Linked DNA regions of Cyprinus carpio: region 2 is linked to region 1. The links are chromatin contacts, called in public Hi-C maps. All regions are on one chromosome and are shown on one strand. The core of a region is the stretch at or near the end of the contact, and the rest is flanking DNA. Distances in the headings are between cores, read along the strand shown.

The links. A called contact is a pair of places that touch in the nucleus more often than the background predicts.
Region 2: a Hi-C map of skeletal muscle shows a contact between it and region 1, with 3 times the contacts expected there. The contact joins the enhancer-like site here to the promoter of LOC109065455 in region 1. A contact is called at or near these places in 6 of 8 Hi-C or Micro-C datasets (liver and skeletal muscle).

What each region holds. Positions count from the first base shown.
Region 1 is chrB4:5,374,517-5,377,216 of ASM1834038v1, reverse strand. LOC109065455 (interferon-related developmental regulator 1) reads right to left here and starts at 1,369. Exons shown (of 12, transcript XM_042722701.1): 1 at 1,150-1,369. The coding sequence starts at 1,180.
Region 2 is chrB4:5,496,589-5,499,288 of ASM1834038v1, reverse strand. It overlaps LOC109075084, which reads left to right. Exons shown (of 4, transcript XM_019091052.2): 4 at 1-7. Among protein-coding and RNA genes, the nearest start is that of LOC109075084, 6.5 kb to the left of the region's middle. Within about 2 kb of position 1,303, at least 1 of the 8 cell types and tissues checked has an H3K27ac peak or open chromatin away from gene starts, as enhancers often do. A contact at or near this core is called in skeletal muscle, where this site is marked.

The DNA of each region.
Region 1 (2,700 bases), core at 120-2,619:
AACGGTGACCAACCCTGTAATGACACATACGGAGAACTGTATTTCCCAACTAATTTCAGACGGTCATTAGACATGGGTGTCCATAACTTTGAGCTTATAGAATCATTAAGTCTGTATGAGTGTGTGGATTAGATTCAGCCATGTTTCATCAGCCCAAAAAACTGCAAAAGGTACAAAGTGTCTCGTACTGTCCGGCAAGGTCAGAAGATGCAGTAACTTCTTCTTTACAGCTTAAGCAAACAAAACAGCCACTTTGTGGGATTTCTCAGACAAAAGTAAATACATCTAGATATAGAACAGTACAGCAGAGATGCAGATAAACCAACATGTGGGATGTGTGAAGGACTACAGCAGGCTGCCAGCACACGCAGTCTCTTTTCCTTCTCAAAGGCCTGTGCAAATCCAGCGAGCAGATGGCCTGAGAACATTTAATAACACACTACAGACTGATTTATACACGTCTACAGCTAAAAAATCTGAACTTTGTGTTCCTGGTTCCTTCTTCCTATGCTCGATTTGGTCCCAAACAGGCCTGTGTTATAGAAGCAGGTTAGTGTGACTGCATGGCCTGAAATAACCTTAAACACATACTGACAGCTGAAAATTTACACAAAAAATATTATAGCAGCTTCTGCCTATTTGACATTTCACATAAAGTCGATCTCATATAATATACAATAATTCATTTATTAATCTTAAATCATCAAATTTCGATCTAAATGATCCAAGCTGATTGTTGTTTTGTTATTAATCATAGTATACTAAGCTATATGACAATCTTATTAGTTTGTTCTAAATGTTAATCTTTTCGTCATTTGACCAGTTTAATTAATCTTACCAACGGTTTATATAGACCGTAATATTTAAACCTAAATAACATGCCCTTGAAAACAAACACCACATTTAGAAAAGTCAACGTACATTTTCTACTTTCCATGACTAACACGGTGTTTTATTCTTTTGTTTGTCAAAAGAAAGACACTCCTGGCTGTCAACCAAAGCGAGTCATGTAGTAATGGGAGTTGTAGTTCTCTTCTTCCAATTTCATTATACGGTCGGCGTGTAAAGAACTACAAATCCCAGAATACAAATCGCGCATCAGGCCGCAAAAAAACAACCGGTAATTTCCAGACCCGCCATCCTACTTACCTCTGCCGCTCCTTTTCTTGGTCCGTGGCATTTTGCTTAAATTAGTAGTTCCGCGCCTAAAATCAACCAATACACGACCAGTTTTTACTATAATGTCTTTTAAGTTGAGTATATTCCAGTGGCACAGTGAAAAGGAAAGTATTAAAAGCGATTCCGGTGTTAGACTTTGAGCGCGAGCGATACATTTTCCCTCTCAAACTAGGGATCCGTCAACGCGAAGCGCTTTTATACGACCGATGATGACGTACTTAAAAAGGCGTTACCTCACGTGGACCTGGATACAGTAGGACCAATCACATTTCACGATGGGCCGACGTCATCACATATGACGGACTTCCTCCAGGTTTGTATTGGTTTTTGCTGTCACGTCCTCATGCGGGTTCCATGAGTGCACGTTTACACACAGATCACAGTGTTATCGTCAGTATTACTATTATTATTTACTTTCATATAACGTATTTTTTTGTTTATTAAAACCAACACATTTTAACTTAAAATGTCTATAAAGATAACATTGACACTGTCTTGGAACTTGAAACCTATCATCATAATTTCTTTGTAATAATTAAAAAATGTCCTTAATTTATAGTTGTTACGTTTCAGACATGAATGAAACATCATCTGTAATGCATATATATCAATTATTGTACGTCTTTATCAGACAAATCAGAAATAATCCGTCGATTTTATCTTGGGGATTAATTTTTCCTAAATTTAAACTGCAAAGGTGGCACAGAAGCGCTTCTGAAATGGCTTTTAGGTGTCTTTACACAGACTGTTTACTGCTGTTCAAAGATGGTATAAATGCATTTACACAGCAATTACAAGTGTATACTACTCTGATGCAAGTGGCTGAGGTGGGTAAGAGCATTAATTTAGTCTGGCTTTTAAGAAGCATTTTGAGATTACACTAAATTTTGAGCAGGCCTTTACTCTGCTGTTGTAAAAAAACTATTTTTTCTATGTGCACAGGACCAAAAGTGCACATAGTTGAAGAAACACCCTTGTATAACATTTCTGTAGTGCATGTGATCAAAGTCTATGGTAAAATCATGATAAAAATCATGAAGAAAATGAATACTGCTGGATGAAAGAAGTGCAACATCTTTAACATTTGCATTTAATCATTTAGCAGACGCTTTTATCCCAAGCGACTTACAAATGAGAACAGTAGAAACAATCAGATCAACGAGAGAACAACAACGGTATACAAGTGCTATGACAAGTCTCAGTTAGTCTAGTACAGAACACGTAGCCAGGGTTTTTTTTTTTTTTTTTTTTTTTTTTTTGAATATGATAGACAAGAATGAAAAAGAAAAATACTAGTATTAGTTGGTTAAGTGCAGGCAAAAAAGATGAGTCTTTAGATGTTTTTTTAAAAATGAGTAAAGACTCAGATGTTCGAATTGAGATCGGGGAGGTGATTCCCACCAGCTGGGCGCAGTCCAGGAAAAAGTCCGTGAGACTTACTGCTGAATGAAAGAAGTGCAACGTGTGCAGCATTGTGCTGTTTTGTTGCACATGGGGTTATCAGTCCAACAGGTGGACTCA
Region 2 (2,700 bases), core at 54-2,553, 120 kb before region 1:
TAAAACAGGAGTCTTTTAATTTAATAATAAACTGAGCAATAACTGGAACTTAAAATAAAGTGTGACCTTTTTAGCAAACAAATAAGTTTAATTATGAATGTATACAAAATAATTTCTTCATGAGCCTTAGTATTAAAAAGTGTCACAAGGAACAATATTCAGTCCAAACCTTTGACTGGTACTGTACCTTTATGTAATGTTTTACTGGGTTCATACAAAGGCACATTGAATGCACTGAGGACACAGCTGCATTTCATGTCTCTTTGGGGATGTGTGTGACTGACGTGACATTTACTGCCAATCCCATCATGTCTCTGTTCCCAAAAGAGAAAGGGAGAGATACGAGGGCTGGAAAAAGGACAGGGTTTCTCGACCTTCTGATCTGTGAACATAACTCTAAGTTATTCATACCTAAAAGCCTTAAAAACTGTTTATGCACAAGTGAAAATTCCCCTCATTTACTCACAGTCATGTCTGGTGAAACACAAAATGAGTTTTCTTCTCCATGCAATTACAACAAATGGAGACTCAAGCTTTAAAATGCCATAAAAACATCATAAAGTATCATAAAAGTAGTCCATATGTGAATACGGTGCAATCTATAATGAGCCTAATTTACATAGAAACATGGGGTGCTTGGGCTCAAAAGAATGGCACGATTTTTTTACGCCTCGTTGAACTGGATTATGGGTATTTAGTGAGACAGACGCATAATTTTGAGATGAAATACGACAGTGTTTATTGAATTTGCCAGTGTGCTGGTCTTTGCCTGTGCTTGTTTTAGTTGTGGGCAAATGCATGATCTCTGTTTATATGTGAGTGTGTAATAGAGATGTTGTGTGTGTGTTGCTGTAGTCATATGATCCAGTCTACTATGACTCTGACCTTTCGGTGTCTAGCTGCTGACCTCACGTCCAGCTCGAGCTGCTCATCTGTACTGAAAGAGCACACATTCATGTTTTACTGTTCTTAATACCTCTGTTCAACATTTATGTAACTATTCTTAAGAGCACTAAAATCCCTATAAGGAGGAAGCTAAGAATTATATACTTATTTATTCACACATAAGATATAAGACTGAATAGGGCTAAAATACTTAGTGAACTCAATGAATATGTGTTTTATTATATAAGTTTACACTGCTGATGGAAAAAATGTATGCTGGTTTATGCTGGTTTGGTGACTGAAAGAGAAGAAAAATTATACTGTATTACCATCTAAGGTCATTCAAAGGGCATCTAAACTTCTCAAATGTGTTTTTAAACTTATCTATAGTTAAAAATGTCATAAAATGCACATTTATGTGCGGTCCTTCTGTTTCATGTATTTAGATTGCATACAGTGTTTAGCTGTTTGCAGATGATCTAAGCATTCACACATGGTATTTTATACTGGTTTGCAGTAGAAAAAAATGTATAAACTGACCACTAAAAACAACTCAAGTTAATAAATAATAGTCACCCCAAACAAATATTCCAGTTATTCATAACAAAACCAAATGAAGAATTTGCACCATTTGTGGCTTTAAAATGCAGTTTGCGCTGATCAACTTCATAACAAACAGGTTCACTGGGTCTTTCCTGTACATTTCCATTGAGCTCAGCACGGTTTGTTATTAAAGTGACTCAGGAGGAACAAGATATTCCCAAACCCCACTCACAGATGAAAGACACGTAGGCCACGAGATAAATGTCGCTATGATCACATGAGGGATTTTTTCAGAGGTGTGAATACCTCAGATGTTTCATGCATGCATGCTTTGCAGTTAATTATGTGTTACGTGCTGGCATCCTTTCCTTTTTCTCTTTCTTTCTTTCTGAAAGTACAGGCGTCTTAAAGCTGAATCTAAAAGTTGCTGAGCTTCACCAATCTGCATATAATGTCAAATTTTGTGTCAACTTCATGACAAACAAACACTTATCAAAATTAAAGTTAATTTCAATCTAAATCACTGAAAGCAATATTATATTATTATTAAGATTTTCACTTTTTTTATTTGTATTATTTATACTCTATTTTTGTATTTTATCTGTGCACTCTTAAAAATAAATGTGCTTAAAAGGTTCTTAAGATACAGTGATGCCATAGATTAGAAAAACCATTTTTGGTTCCACAAAGAACCATTCAGTCAAAGGTTCTTTAAGGAACCATCTCTTTCTTACCTTTTTTATAATATGAAGAACCTTCTTTCACCACAAAGAACCTTTTGTGAAACAGAAAGGTTCTTCAGATGTTAAAGGTTCTTTACGCAACCATTTAGACAAAAAGGTTCTTCTATGGCATTGTGAAGCATCTTTATTTTTAATCAGTTTGTTTTATTTTACTTTCAATTTTTATTAGTATTTTCATATTGTACTTAATTTTTTTGTATTTTATAATTTGTTTGTATTTTATTCATATTAGCATTGTATTTGTATTTTCATTTTTTTATTTTTTGCAATTTATTTGTACTTTTTTTGTATTTAATTAGTTCTTTATTAAATGATTTATTTATTTTGCATTTTATTTTTTAAGTACAAATTATTATTATTTTATTTGTATTTTATTTTATATTTAAAATATTTTATTAACAAAGTAGGGTTGCAGCCACTAGATGGAGCAACAACAGCACTTTTACTCCTGACCGCTCAAACTGGAATAAAGCAGTCTGGAGGAAATTCACTATGACAGATTGTGCTGGGTCAAACACACAGGCACCAA